Linked DNA regions of Pan troglodytes: region 2 is linked to region 1. A link is a contact called in public HiChIP or PLAC-seq data. All regions are on one chromosome and are shown on one strand. The core of a region is the stretch at or near the end of the contact, and the rest is flanking DNA. Distances in the headings are between cores, read along the strand shown. Region 1 holds the start of GDAP1L1 (ganglioside induced differentiation associated protein 1 like 1). Region 2 holds the start of TTPAL (alpha tocopherol transfer protein like).

Region 1 (4,189 bases), core at 635-3,134:
GAGAATTCACCAAAACTGTATTGAGCATCTACTAACCCCCAGGAAGTGTGCTAAGCCCTGGGAATTCAATCACGATCCAGACAATTCTTTCCCCTCAAGGATATATGAGATTTTTTTTTTTTTTTTGAGACAGTTTTGCTCTGTTGGCCCAGGCTGGAGTGCAGTGGTGCAATCTCGGCTCACTGCAACCTCCGCCTCCCGGCTTCAAGAGATTCTCCTGCCTCAGCCTCCCGGGTAGCTGGGATTATAGGTGCATGCGCCACCATGCCCAGCCAATTTTTCATATTTTTAGTAGAGACAGGGTTTCGCCATGTTGGCCAGGCTGGTCTCAAACTCCTGACCTCAAGTGATCCACCCGCCTCGGCCTCCCAAAGTGCTGGGATTATAGGCATGAGCTACCGTGCCAGGCCTTCTCAAGGATATATGAGATTTTATCTTAAGTTATATTTTGAAGTGGCAGCTTAAAAAGACATGTTTGGTTTTGATACATTTCACTTGGCAAGGTCTGAGAAAAAAAATACATCGTATTTCCCGCTTTTTCTTGTCCAAGAGATGTTGAGAAGGGCAGTTTAAATCCTGACTTACTAGCACTGTGAGACAGGACAAAGGCAGCTAGAACAAGTTATCTAATCTCTAACATAATCTAATGCTATCTAACTAGCATCATTAGGTTACAATGAACAGTTTTCTTTCAACCGGTCAGTTACTGAGCCTCTGGTATGAACGACGAGAATTTAAAATGTTTTATCCACGGCCAACTTCATGCTTCATGTTTAACAACGTTATACAATAAATTGTTAGATTTCATTTACAGACATAGGCCAGGCATTCCAAAGCCTGGCTGTAGTTAAGCTGGACACAGTTAAACCATCTTCGGCAGCCTATCTAGTTAGTTGACTACAACTAAGGTATTGGGGAATGACGGTGGATGGGGCCAGTTTTGCTTCAGGGAAAAACCCTCACTCTAGGGGTGGGCCACAATCAACGCCATCCAACTCTATTGCGCAAAATCATCTGTTCTCACGAAGCTTTGAGAAGTGCAGACGTGGAGCTGGAGATTGGCAGGCGAGGAGAGGCACAGCTAGATCAGCAGAACCAGTCCTGGTGATGGAGCGGGTGGCAGCTGTTGCACAGATCACCTTTTCCCGCCTACCATCTGAGCAACATTCAGAATCAGAAAAATGTAAAGAATCCTAAAATTCATCTCCTTTGGTGAACTGCCTAAATCTTTTTGCAAAATTTGGTGTGTAGGTGCATTTGTTTGGCAAGAGGATCTACAGTTCTTACCAGATTCTCAAAGGAGTCTACGCCTGAAAACACGAGATTCACCGATAAGGTTCAACTTCCTCACTTACTAGATGGAAAACTGAGAGGCCCAAAGGAGGAAAAGCAGTTGCCTCAAGACAAACAGCAGAGATATCAAAACCGAAGGCATTTCAATTCAATTCTAATTCTGGCTTCACACTATTGACCCTGGCCACGTCCAATACCTCTTCGCTTCTCTGCAGGACCTAAAAGATCACCAGGAGGCGAGGGCTGGTGTCCGAGTCCCGGAGAGGTCGCAGGCAGTCCAGATTCTAGCATCACAGAAACTCTGGCCAAGCGCTCAGCCGGGGACTGTCTGCCATAAAGACCCCCGCACCCTGTCCTCGCCCCCGCCCCGTGGAATTCTTCTGCATAGGTGACTCCACGTAGAGGACCAAGCGCAAGGAGATCCCGGGGCGGTGGAGGCAGAGGACTACTGTGAAGAATGACGCCTACTCACTCACCTAACAGAGAGGAGGAAGCAGGCACGCCCCAAAAGCGGGTCGGGAGCAAATCCACGCCACTGGGAGGAGGCAAACCGAAGAATAACAGGAAATTACGTAAGGCGCACGTGCTTCTGAGGGGGGCGGGTGCGGGGCGTTCGAGAGGCGCGGCCGCCGCCCTGCGTCTGCGCAGTCGTCGGCTGCCGCGCTGCCGAGTCACTGGGGTGGGAGGAGCATAAGCAGGGGGCGGGGTGCATGCCGGAGTGCGCAGGCGCAATGCGACTCCCGAGGCGCGGGCCGCCCCTTTGGCTGGTTTGGATCCGGGTCAGTTGGGCGCCGAGATTTGGGAGAGACGCTCTGAACTGACTGCACCGCATCACCGGAGCGTCCCAGCTGTGAGGAGGTAAGTGCCCTGACGTGACGGGGAGGGGCCGCAGCACTGCGTCTCAGCTTCCACTGCCGGTCTGGCCGCGGGCGGTTTTCCCCGGGCCCGCCCGCCTTGGGTCGCGTCGTCTCCCGACGCCTCCTGCCTGGGCCGGGCCTGGGCCTCTCCGCGCCCCCTTATCTGCCGCGGCCTGTGCCTGCTGGAGCTCCGAGCTCCACGCTCTCTCCTCTTCCCGCCTTCCCGTCCTCCCGCGGTCCCCCGCCCCGTCTCGCTCCTCCGCCGTCTCCCGCCCAGCGGCAGCTTCCCCTTTTCGCCCTCCTTGGCCGCCCTTTGCCCCTTCCAGTCCTTTCCCTCTCGCCTCGGAGCCCCATTCTCGTTGGCTACCTCTTCGGCCCCACTCCTTTCTTCTCCCGCATCCCTCGTGCCTCGCTCCGACTCCAGCCTCTCGTTCTGACCCCAGGAATCTCCCGAGGAGCGCAACTTTACAGCTGGAGACCCCGGGCGGGCAGTGCCCCTGGACAGCTCCCTGCTTGGCGTTGTCCCCACACTCCAAGCCCCGTCCTACCCCTCTGGGTTCTGACTAGGAATTTTCCTCCGTTCATGTTTAACCGCGACAGGCACAGACTCTGGGTGAAAAGAAAGAACTTTGTGCTTTGGCTGCAGCGCTGCGAGTATAAAGGGATGAGTGGGTTGCACGGAGAGGTGTGAATGTGCTTTTTGTCCTGGGGGCCGATTGTTTCCTCCCGGTCTAGTTTGCCTCTTAGAGTTGCTGGGCATGGTTTTCTTCCCCATACTCTACGCTTCCTGGTGGTCTGGGAGTTTCGAAATCTTTAATGTTGTGATGACAACGCTTACCCGCGCATCCCTTCTTGATCGTTCTTAGGTCGTCTCAGGGGCCTGGAAATGTAGACCTAGGCTTGGGATTCAAGGAGGTCTTGGTTAAAACGGCAAGATGTAAATAAGATTGTGACGCATCCATTTTGTTGAAAGAAAAAACCAGGAATTTGGCCTTTTGATGGAGGAACTTAGAAGAACTTTGTAATTTTTGTAAGGTTGTGGAAAATCCGAGGCAAAGTTAAATTGCCTGGTGTGATTTGACTTAAAGTAACTTCGAATAGGCTTTTTAAAGTTTCATCTCTTTGGAGATTGTTCAACTTCACGAGTTCACTGCAGTGAAAACGCCAAGACTGTCTCCCACAAATTTAATATTAATGAAGAAGGGCAAGCCAATTATATCTGTTGTCCGGAGTTAGTTGTACAGCCCTTTCTTTGAATGGGGATCTGGGGATGCAGAGGAGCCTAATGAGCCTTTTATAATTACAAACATGCTCTTCTCTAGCTCTTAAGGTTATGCCTAATGCTCACCTTTGTTCTTGGCTAAAATAACTGAGAAAAAAAGTGAGTAGTAAAAAAATGCTGGAAGTCTGAAAATGGTTTAGACAGAACTTCATTCCTGAAGTTTTAGTCTGTAGCCAGATTTTAATTCTGGCCTGTTTTGGTTTTTAGATGATAGATCTTTTAGTGTGTCAACAGGAATGTAAAGTTTGTATTAACATCTAGGGTGATCACCTGCCATGCTATTAAGTCAGCATGGTATAATTAAAAGTTACATATGTAGGTTCAGAGCCTCTTAGCACAGTGTTACATTGTAAGCTCTTGGAGGGCAGGAATGAGATTCTAGTCCTTACGGAAATGGAGTTTGGGCTTCTATCCCTAGCATTCATTCTAGTGCCATGCGCGTGGTAGGAATTCTGTAAATATTTGTGAAAGAAATGAATTTCTGCCTGTAGGGTTCAGCAGTGTATACTTAAATGTGATGTGTACGTAAATGCTGACTGATTTCCAGAGAGGGCTAAAGAGGACTTGGGGGGCGGTCTGCGGGTTGGGGAGATTGGCTCAGATGATTTATGAACTCGGTAAGGGCTGAACATTGACTAACGGATCATAAGGTAATTGAGGAACATTGTAAGTCAAACTTCAATTTAGTTCTACCAGCAGGAAGAATTTGTTTACAACCTGCAATAGTACTCTTTTAGATGATGTGAAGCTTTGAAAA
Region 2 (4,189 bases), core at 860-3,359, 260 kb before region 1:
CTTTTTAAATTTTTTCTTGGGCTGTGTGTGGTGGCTCACGCCTGTAATCCCAACACTTTGGTAGGCTGAAGTGGATGGATCACCTGAGGTCAGGAGTTCGAGACCAGCCTGGCCAAAATGGTGAAACCCTGTCTCTACTAAAAATACAAAAATTAGCCAGGCATGGTGGTGCGGGCCTGTAGTGCCAGCTACTTGGGAGGTTGAAGCAGGATAATCGCTTGAAACCAGGAAGCGGAGGTTGCAGTGAGCCAAGATCATGTCACTGCACTCCAGCTTGGGCGACAGGGCGAGACTCTATCTCAGATAAATAAATAAATAAATAAATAAATAAATAAATAAATAAAAATATATTTTAAAAGGACCAATCTGCTGTCTTGAGAATGGACTCTAAGGGAGTGAGGACTGAAGCAGACCATTTAGAGGCTATTGCAATAATCCAGCTGAGAGATGCTGGTGGCCTGGAGTAGGTAGCCTTCACTGACCCCCAGCCAGGTTAGGTGCCTCCCCCGCACTTCTCCCACCCTGTTGCAATTGTCTGTTGGCAATTTGTGAGCAACATCCAAGTTTGTCTTGTTCATCACCTGAAACCCAGCGCCTAACATGGTGTTAGACACATAATCTGCACTCCATAAATATTTGTTGAATGACTTTAGTCTGGTTGGCACAGGTATGCTAAGTGAGGAATGGAACAACTATGGCTTTGTTTCTATGGAAGTAACCAAGAGATGCCTGCAATCCCATCAAACATCAGTGTTCACAAGGTACAAGCCTCACCTCAAAGCCCCTCTCCAGCCTCATTTTCCATCGCACCCCACCTTGATGCACATTAAATGCCAGTCAAAACAAACTAATAACCCATCATCCTTGGAATAACTCGTGCACTTCTGATACACTCTGCCTGGAATTTCCTCTTCTAATTTGTTCCTAACTTGACAGCTCAGGCTCAGCTGCCATGTCACCACCTCAGTGAATCCTTCCCAAACTCCCTGAGGGTGATTCCCTCCAGTTTTCCACAGAACTGGGTTCCTATTTCTTTTTTAGAAATTACAGTCCAATGCTATGGGCATTTATCTAGAGTCAGTTTCACCACGCACTCATTTATCAAATAATTACCGATCACCTACCATATATGTCAGGCACTGTGCTCACAGGCACTGGGAACACAGACGCAAACAATACAATTCCTTGCCTAATAAAGCTTACATTATAGTGGAATGAAGAGAATGCATACTTGAGCACTTTACCATGTATCAAGCATTGCTAAGCCCTTTACCCATTTCCTCATTTAATCTTCACGTTATTTGGTGAGAGCGCTATTACTGTTGCCATTTTACAAAGGAGGACAAAAAGGACTGTCCCCTAGAATCTAAGTTCCACCAGGACAGAGGGCTTGTCTGCCATGTCCACTGCCACCCCCAGTGCCGGGCACATGGCAGTGGTCTGTACACATCAGCGGAGGATATAGGTTAAGCGATTCGCCCAAGGGGGCACACCCGGTGAGGCAGAGCAAGGATGCGTCTAGCCCCACCCTGGGCTTCTAATCTGTACCCTCCACCTGGAGCTTCATGTTGACTCTCCAGGGACTCAGCAGTGCCGAGCGCTCAGCAGGACTCAGTCACAGGCTGGTGAATGAGCTGACAGGCGGACATATGAGTGAGATGCAGACACCATTGGTAACGGTGAAGCCAAAGATCTCCCCCACCTGGAGCCCATCCTTTCTGGAGCATCACTTTCCTTTCCACCCCTTCCTCTCAACAAGGAGAGGTCAGGAAGCCATCTCTCCTAGAGCCCCCGAGACCCCATATCCCGTGGACAACCTTCCGAGGCCCCCACTTCCGGCTGTCACCCCCTCCCCAGGTGTCCCCATTTCCTGGGGTCTCTCGCTCCTCTGGTCCCCACTTCCGGTTATCCTTCCCTCTCAGGGGTCCCTCTCCTCAGCTCCCAGGGCACACGGATGGGCTCGCGGGCACTCACCGGCCCGACTACGGGCGGAGCGCGGGTCAATCGGCGGCGGGAGCCTCGTCCGGCAGCGCACGCAGAACCGACCCGCACTCCCTGCCCGGCCTGCCCGGCCCCTCGCGCCGGAAGTGACGATCCAGGGCGTGGGAGGCGGGGCTCCGCCTAGGAGCGCGCATGTGCGACGCCTCCCCGCGGCGTTGGTGTTCAGTCCCCACCTGGCTGCCGGAGCTCCGAGCTGCGGACCTGGAGTAGCTGGGAGGAGCTGGGGCACCAGCCGCTTGTCAAACCCGGCTTATAGATGGGGAAACTGAGGCTCAGAGAAGGAAGGAAAGAAGCTGCCATTTTCCAAGAACATGCTAACATGTACCTGTTGTTTAACATCCATGATCTTATTAACTCCTCATATTTATGCAATTCCCCTATTTCAGGAAAGGGAAACTGGCAATCAAGGCAGTAAAGGGCTTCAAACCCGGACCTCAGGATTAGCATTCTAGACTTCCCCCCACTATGGCTGCTATCAGGACTAGCTGCTCCAAAAGGGGAGACTCCAAACCAGGGGACATCTGTCTGTCATTAACTGAGTGACCTGGAGCAAGTCCCCATTCCTTCTTGTGCTTCCGTTTCCTTACCTGAAACCTGATTCTTGCTCTGGAGCCTGATTCAATAATTACTTTTTTCCTGCTTTGGGGTTCATTACGTTCCCTCCAGACAAAGGCTTTACTAACTCCCACCCCAGTCCATTAAGATCCGCCCGCAAGTATTTTGTGCAACTGCAACTTTGAGGCAAATCTCCTAGGTCCCTCTGAGGCAGAGGACCACCTCTGGTGGTCCAGGAGAACTCTGAGCCCAAAGAAACGACCTTAAACAGTCTTTTCGTTTTCCTACCCCAGGGGCAAGAGGAGTCCCAAGAAGATGGGAAGTGACCCATGAGGGCCACAAGAACGTGGCAGTTTCTGCCAGATTGAGGGGCAGGGGGCAGCAGTATGGAGGGGACCTGGGAATCATGAGTTTTGACTCCTGCTCTCAGTTTCATCACTTCTAAGATTGACAGACAAAATATATAACATTCACTACAGTTTGAATTTCAGATAAACATTTAAGCATGTTCCTTTCCAAACACACACACACATACACACAGATAAGTGTGTCTTATGCAACATTTGGGACACATTTATACTTTAAAAATTGTTGTTTATAGGAAATTCAAATATGACTACTGGGCATCCTGGATTTTGTTTTGTTTGCTAAATCTATGTATTATTTTCCTGTTACTGTTACAAGGAATTACTGCAAACTTCATGGATTGAAACAACACAGATATATTCTCTTGCAGTTCTCTAGGTCAAAAGTCTAAAATCAAGGTGTTGGCAAGGCTGCATTCTTTTGGGGATTTCGAGGAAGCATCAGTTCCTTTCCTTTTACAGTTTGTAGAGGCCACCTGCATTCCTTAGCTTATGGCCCCTTCTTCAAATCACCTCAACCTCTGGCTTCTGTTGTCACATCTACTACTGACTGATCCTGCTTCCCTCTTCTTATAAGGACTCTTGGGATTACATTGGGCTCAGCCAGATAATCCAGAATAATCTTACCATCTCAAGATCCTTACATTAATCACATCTGTGAAATCTTTTAAAACGTAAGGTAAGGCCGGGTGCAGTGGCTCACGCCTGGAATCCCAGCACTTTGGGAGGCTGAAGCAGGTGGATCACTTGAGATCAGGACTATGATGAGACCACCCCAGCCAACATGGTGAAACCCTGTCTCTACTAAAAATACAAAAATTAGTTGGGCGTGGTGGCACACGCCTGTAATCCGAGGCCCCCACTTCCGGCTGTCACACCCAACTATGTGGGAGCCTGAGGCAGGAGAATCACTTGAACCCAGGAGGCAGAGGTTGCAGTGAGCCGAGATCATGCCACTGCCCTCCAGCCTGGGCGACAGAGCGAGACTCTGTCTCAAAAAGAAAACCCCCCAAAACAGCCGGATGTGGTGGCTCATGCCTATAATCTCAGCACTTTGAGAAGCCAAGGCAGGTGGATCACCTGAGTTCAGGAGTTCGAGACCAGCCTGGCCAACCTGGTGAAACCCTGTCTCTACTAAAAATACAAAAATTAGCCAGGCCTGTAATCCCAGCCACCTGGGAGGCTGCCTGGGCTCAAGCCATTCTCCTGCGCCCTGCCAAATGGCAGCTCTTGTGGCAAAGGGTGAGGGATGACCCTGTCCTAACCAG

Evidence for each region. HiChIP or PLAC-seq counts read pairs in DNA pulled down with a chosen protein or histone mark.
Region 2: an H3K4me3 HiChIP or PLAC-seq map of stem cell-derived excitatory neurons shows a contact between it and region 1, with 10 times the contacts expected there. The contact joins the promoter of TTPAL here to the promoter of GDAP1L1 in region 1. A contact is called at or near these places in 3 of 7 Hi-C or Micro-C datasets (induced pluripotent stem cells and stem cell-derived neural progenitor cells), 1 of 1 datasets of contacts at active chromatin or transcription factors (stem cell-derived excitatory neurons) and 1 of 1 other capture datasets (stem cell-derived neural stem cells).

The regions. Positions count from the first base shown.
Region 1 is chr21:50,465,110-50,469,298 of NHGRI_mPanTro3-v2.0_pri, reverse strand. GDAP1L1 (ganglioside induced differentiation associated protein 1 like 1) reads right to left here and starts at 1,884. Exons shown (of 7, transcript XM_016937949.3): 1 at 1,770-1,884. OSER1 (oxidative stress responsive serine rich 1) reads left to right here and starts at 2,036. Exons shown (of 4, transcript NM_001279967.1): 1 at 2,036-2,151.
Region 2 is chr21:50,726,447-50,730,635 of NHGRI_mPanTro3-v2.0_pri, reverse strand. It overlaps TTPAL (alpha tocopherol transfer protein like), which reads right to left and starts at 2,109. Exons shown (of 5, transcript XM_001152483.7): 1 at 1,975-2,109.